Linked DNA regions of Mus musculus: region 1 is linked to region 2. Evidence: chromatin contacts called from public HiChIP or PLAC-seq data. All regions are on one chromosome and are shown on one strand. The core of a region is the stretch at or near the end of the contact, and the rest is flanking DNA. Distances in the headings are between cores, read along the strand shown. Region 1 has its middle 200 kb from the start of Eya1. Region 2 has its middle 11 kb from the start of Gm31195.

Region 1 (3,360 bases), core at 81-2,580, 670 kb before region 2:
ATGACGACGACGACAGTAAAAACTAAAAACAAGAACATAACAGCAAAGGAGCATGGAGGACTCCATTCACTGTGATTCTCTGCCCATTTTTGACAATTAAAAAAAAATGATATGGACCACAACTGCAGAATAAAGACCTAAGCCAGTGAGTTCAGGGAAGAAAGGTTTTAACGTCATTGGACTCTGACACTAAAATGCCCTCAGGCTTACAACTGCAAAATTGTACGTAAAATTCTGAGTTTGGGACTGCCTGGCTGGCTGTTTTCTCTTTAAACAGTTTCCTGGTGGCTCTCACTGCGCCAGAAATTATTGTATACAAAAGACATAAAAACCTTAACGTGGCCAGATGACCCTGATGCCTACATAGCCCGGTTCCCTTTTCTCTGGGATTTGACATCCCCTTTGCCTTTGTTGCTAGGAGCACCCAGTGCTCAGCTCAGGGTCGGACAGGCGCTTTGGTCACGTCTGGACAGGCCAGATGCTATGACTCTTCACGACAGAAGGCAAAACAAAACTGTGCGAGCTTATCTTAACCTCATGCCTACCACCAGACTCTACTGCTGTCTGAAAGAGCTCCTCATCATCATAGTGCATCTTAGGTTTCAAACCAAGTCTTTGCACCTAGCAAGGGAGCCAGGTCTGTGGACACCCTGAGTAAAGCACTCTCCAGAGACTCCGGAGACTCAAGTACTCACTCTCTCCAGCACTAAGAGAGAGGACTTTTGTCAGCTTCTGCTGGGACAACCCCAGAGCCCACTCCTCTGCCCACACCGCCAGTAGCTGCAGATTTGACTTCCTGCCTAACTCCCATCCGAACCTTTGGGACCCGCAGCTACTGTTTCCTTCTAAGTCTCTAGCGACGGCTGCCAGCGGGGTTACTGGACCAAGGAGAGGACCTCTAGACGACAGTGCCCTAGATGGTCGTGGAGCGCCTCGACGTGCCTCGCACTTGCGGGGAAACTTCCCCACACCTGCACACCACGGGCCTTTCTCCGGAGCCCACGCTCCCGGGCGCCGCAGGTGACTTGCAGAGTCCGATGTCCCGGGCCTCTTCAGGCGTCTGCTCCCAACTGCCCTTTTTCCTGAGGCCTCGGGATCCTCCTGGGTAGCGCCCATCTGTAGTCTCCCGATTCCCTCTCCCTCCCCTTGCCCCCGCCCCTATCTCCCGCCCCGCCCCGCCCCGCACCCCATCCAGGGTCTGTGAACCCAGGCGGGTGGCTGCGACACCGCGTTGACCTGCGGCAGCCACCGCGGTGCACGGGGTAGAGGCGGGGAAGGTAGAGAGGGGAGGGAGGAGCCGAAGCCGAGGAGAGGCGGTGGGCTGGGGCCAACTGATCCTCGCTGGGCTAAGCAGAAGCAGCTGCTCGTAATAGACGCCGCCGGGAGCGGGCTGGTGTCCGGGTCTCGGAAGCTCGAGAGTACAGAGGGCGAGCAGGAGGGCCACTGAGGCGGCTGTGACCCGCGCAGCAGGCAGCTAGCTGCTCAGTGTGCAGTGCTCACTGCCGACCAGTTCCATAAAGGATGGGCCAGAGTCATAAGGGTTTCCTGATTTGCCTTCTTCACTGGACCAGATGAAGCACCCAAATCGCCCTCATTTCTTCCACCTAAGAGTCCCCTCCTTTTCCCGCCTAGCAATCGAGGAAAAGGTGTTATTCAAAACTCTACAAGGCGTGGCATCTCAGGCGCCCTGCAGGTCCCTTCAGCTCTTTTCTTCTCATAAAACATCCCCGCAAAATCCAGAAACCTTACTGCTTCTTTAGGTCTTTAGGTCTAGCTGCAAGGAATTGCTTTTCCAGCATCTCTTAGGTTACCGCTCCCCAAGAACTTCACACTCGCGAAGTAAGGAAATGGCTGGTCCCAGGTGCTTAGACTATTAGCAAGTGTTTGTAAATGAACATGTTTTGGAAACGTAGGGAAAATCCTATCGCGGAGATAAATCCACAACAAACTGTAACTGATTTCTGTCATTTTATCTCTCCATTTATCTACCTAAATGCAAAACCCGGGATTTTCTGTTGTTTGCATAAACCGCAAGCATTTGGCATTTGTGCGAGTGTTTTATTCCCATACATCCAAGAACTGGCAACTGGCCTTCAAAATCTCCAAAATACATACTTGGCCCTAGAAAAATGAAACCAAGATATGCCTCTTGCATTTACATTTCATGTGTTTTGCTTTTCCTAACTGGAAGAAATCTCTCTCTCTCTCTCTCTCTCTCTCTCTCTCTCTCTCTCTCTCTCTCTGTCACACACACACACACACACACACACACACACACAGTGAGGGGGTCGGTCTCATCTGCTTTGAGGCCTCTGACTTCTCTACTTCAGTGATACATAGTAATGAAATTTTAGTGACCCCCAAATATAATCAACCTTGAATTTCTTTGGGTATTTACATCGCCTAGGGTTTTTACTGCAGTTTTGCCGACATGTTTTGCTTAATTGAAGCCATGCCAGAGAAGAAAAACAAAACTCTGTTTTTGTTGGGAAATCATTTTTTTTCTTTTTTCCTAAGCCCTCAGTGTGATAGAAAGGGTAGTAGTCTCACAGATTTGCAATGGAGTGTGTTTGATTTTAGCTTATCGAAGAATGCAGCTTTGTTGACAATATTTGTCTTTTTGACTCACAAAAATATGTCCTTTCGTTAAAAAATTAAATTAGTGAAACAACACAGCTTCCAGAAGTAAGCCACTCCCCCGCCTACCTGTTTTTAAAGACGAAAAAGCTACCAAAAATCTTCATTTTCTCTACTTCTTAAGAGAAGAGAGTCACTATTAATGAATGAAATTCGAATATCCTGTTTGAGGAAGTAGACACATCTTTTAATCTTGAGTTTAGACAAAGGCGCTGTTCATATCTCTTTGGGGGAACTATCTCCCGCATCGGAACAGCCTTGCCAACAGCATCTCTCTTTGAGATGCCTCCGAAGTATCCCACAAACATTTCCAGTGTGCTGCTGCTGCTACGTTTAACACCGTGTGTTGAAACCACTGTCATCTAGTTTCCACTTTTATCAGACAAGCGGGGCTGGAAAGAGCTAAAACAATATATACTAGAAAGGAAAAATAAGGAAGGCTCAGACTATCCTCATTCCTACTTTCACTTCTCTCCCCTCCCCCCGCCCCCTCCCCCTCCCACCCAATTTACAGAACCACGTGTGGGCTTCTACTTCTCCAGCTGTTCTCCAGTTTCTTATACAGTTTGGGTTTGGGATTTTTTGTTTTCTTTTCCTTTTTTTTCTTTTCCCTTTTCTTCTCTCTCTCTCTCTCTCTCTCTCTCTCTCTCTCTCTCTCTCTCTCTCTCTCAGTAGTAAGAAAACCAATGCAGAGTGAGAAAAAGGGTCTGATTTCGGATTGCA
Region 2 (3,166 bases), core at 205-2,704:
GTTTGCTTGTTTGTATCTTCTCGGAGATCATGTTTACTCTAAGCTTTTAATCTCCATACAGCATGTCATCTATATGAGATAAAGCTGCTTAGCTAAAGAAAAGATGCAGGGAAATGAAAAATCAGAGGAGAATCATGATTAAATAAATGAAAATACAAAGAGAATTGAGGCGAATGATAAGAGGGAGAAGAAAGGGTCAAGGTATTAGAAAAGAAAAAGGCTCCCCAATATTGAGAAAGTCCAGACACAAAATTAGATGAGTGTAAAAATGGAAATGAAAAAAATAATTTCCCATTCTGTTTTCACATTACATTTTTTCAATATAATAATGGGATACAGTTTATCAGTGCGGCCATGCAAGAACATTTTAACAAGATGGCCTCCTAAGGCTGATCAGGGCTGAAAACCTATAGCTAAATTTTTATACTCTCAGCTTAGTAGTGCACACAGTCAAGCTTGGATCTCATAAACCTGCCATAGTGAGTTAGTGTAGCCATGAAGCAGTCTCACACAGAGCAATCCTCTGACCAGGGTATTGGTGCATTATGAAGATGCACTGCTGTATCTGGAGATGTTTTGTTCTGCTCTTCTCTCGCCTTTAAGTAAACTTTTATGGATTCAGACTCTCCAGAAAATACCCTTGGAACAACATAATGCAGAAAGCCTTTCTAAAGTCTACAAAGCGGAACAGTGTTTAGACAGATGTATGAACTTCCCGTGTGGAGCAGGGGATGGAGAGGCCCAGCAGGAGAGGGGTGCCTGCCTTCTGTGTATTTGAACAGTGCCAAGTCCATCGGGAGGCCTTTGTGTTATGGAGGAGATGAGGCCAGAGGGAGGTGAGCTCCAAAATGTGAAGGAGCCAGAGAGTAAGTTCAGGGATGGATACTTTACTCCTGGAGGGATTAGAAGCCAGCGGAGCGTTAGAGCCAGAGAGAGGCTCACGCGCAGTAAATGTGCATTTCTGGAAGCAAATCTGCTGGTGCTCTGATTATACTGTGCTCTACCAGGCAGGAAGACAGGCAAAGTGTTCAGGGTAGTCATGGGGATGGGTGAAGATGAGAAAATGAAAGTCTGAACTATAGTTACAATTATATGATTAATAATTATAAATGAAGCCAAAACAAAGAGGCCAGTTCATGAACTCTTATGGGAGAATCTGGGATATGCTAGAGCCAGCTTATACCAGCTTTCAAGAGCCAGTGTTATATACTTAGGACGTTTGTGAACCAGTTCTTACCCCACTGGCAGTTTAGAATCAACAGAGAAAATCAGTCATAGAACTTAGCAAATATCCCGTGCTTTCTGTTTTCTGGAGAGCCAGACTACAAACAAACCAAACACAGACTTGAAAGGACAGGAGACAAGCAGGAGACAGCAGGTTCTGTTTGGAAACCCCTTGAGCAATGCAGCTCTCAGAACCTGGGAGGGCTCTATACCACAAAGTTGGAATCTGAAGCTACGTCAGCTGCATAGCAGACTTGCCTCTGATGTGACAGGGCCATTATGGTAAACACTCCAGTTCAGGGAGGTTGGGGCCATGGTTTAATCTCAATTAATTTTTAATGTGTCCTATCCTGATTCAAAATGCCTGGAAGGATGCCGTGCTGTGATAACAGACTATGCAAGGCCTAAGCAAGACTGGGAGGCCTCACACTCCACCCTGACTCATGAGAGAAGCAAGCAGCATTCACACACTGCCGTTAACACTTAAAACTATAGCTTGTAGGCTCTGATACATAGAACCATCTTCAAAATACACTATCTTGCTTACGTGATTCTAAGAGCTGTCTGGTCCCTGCTGTGAGGCTGCTGGACCATGACTCTGTGAGGGAAGGTGAAATGTGTCTGGCACAGGCCAGAGTAATCCATTCCAGACACATGTGTAATGGGGGGAAACAGGTGCAAACAATTGAACCAGCTGTCAGCAAGCTGTGGGGATCACTCTTGATATCTTAATCACTAGTCGATCCGTGCGCCATGTTGGCAGTCTTGCTGTCATAGCTCGCTGCACATCTGTAAGCCTTTTCCATTTTCTTCTGATGTTCCGTCAGTTCTCACAAAGACTGACATCAGGAGAGATGCAAATTGAGTGTGATTGCTGCCGCTTCCTCTTTCCTACCATAGAACCTGAGGGTTGACAAATGCTAATAATTGCTCATTTTTCACTACTGGTTGTCAGGTGCCACACAAGGCAAGAGCTGAGAGCTCCCTCTGTCCCTGTGAACATCTTGTCGGGGGTTTCAGGAACTGCATACGATGTGTCTGTGTATGTGATGTCTCCGTTGCATAAAGAAACTTTACTTGTGCAGGAAATTAGTTGGCTGCTGGTTGCTGTTGTTTTGTTGTTTTAAATGTGTTTATCAGAGCCCCTTCATTCACAATAATACTACCCTCATAATCTCTAGGAAAAGAGAGTGAATGAATGTCTTATCTTTTTCCTGTCAGGAAAATGTCACCACCATAATTACCATAACAGGTAATTATCCCTAAGATACCCGGGAATCAATGGCCTCATCAGCAGGGACCCACCATCTGAGATATCTGGGTTGATAACCCTGTGGAGGTCAATAGACCGTATATACTACACATACAAAAGAACAAATGAATCTGAATGCCCCTTTAAAAATCTTATCCCATGGCCTCTGCCCCGAAGACTAGGTAAGCTCTGTGGACCTGTGGGTTTGGAGAGCCATGGATGGAACTTGTGTTTTGTGGCTGAGTCTAGGACATGCATCAGGTAGAGGAACCCCAGAGGATAGGAAGTGAACTCCCCAGCTTAGCTATTGTTTGCATGATATCTCTACCTACTGCTTTTTATTTGGTTGGATTTTGTTTTTAAGTTTTATTGGAAATAACGTTTCATACAATCTATTTTACTCATTGTTTGCCCTCCCTCATCACCTCACAGACTTTCCCACCTCCTCACCCGTCCATTCTCCACCATCTTTTTCTCTGTGTTTAGAATACAAAGGCAGGAGGAAAGAGAGGGGAGAGGAAAGGAGGAAGGAAGGAAGGAAGGAAGGAAGGAAGGAAGGAAGGAAGGAGCACAAGAAACATGTATGAACACAGAGCACAGACACACAGAGAGAGCATGCACATAGACACACACACACACACACACACACACACACAAAGCCCAAACACAGAGTACACACAAACATAAACA

What was found. HiChIP or PLAC-seq counts read pairs in DNA pulled down with a chosen protein or histone mark.
Region 1: a contact with region 2 is called in an H3K4me3 HiChIP or PLAC-seq map of craniofacial prominence, with 4 times the contacts expected there. The contact joins two enhancer-like sites. A contact is called at or near these places in 5 of 115 datasets of contacts at active chromatin or transcription factors (craniofacial prominence, embryonic hindbrain, embryonic midbrain and 2 more) and 1 of 9 other capture datasets (embryonic stem cells).

Annotation. Positions count from the first base shown.
Region 1 is chr1:14,504,646-14,508,005 of GRCm38.p6, reverse strand. No RefSeq gene overlaps it. Among named protein-coding and RNA genes, the nearest start is that of Eya1, 200 kb to the right of the region's middle. Within about 2 kb of position 1,330, at least 96 of the 459 cell types and tissues checked have an H3K27ac peak or open chromatin away from gene starts, as enhancers often do. A contact at or near this core is called in craniofacial prominence, where this site is marked.
Region 2 is chr1:13,833,944-13,837,109 of GRCm38.p6, reverse strand. No RefSeq gene overlaps it. Among named protein-coding and RNA genes, the nearest start is that of Gm31195, 11 kb to the left of the region's middle. Within about 2 kb of position 1,454, at least 8 of the 459 cell types and tissues checked have an H3K27ac peak or open chromatin away from gene starts, as enhancers often do. A contact at or near this core is called in craniofacial prominence, where this site is marked.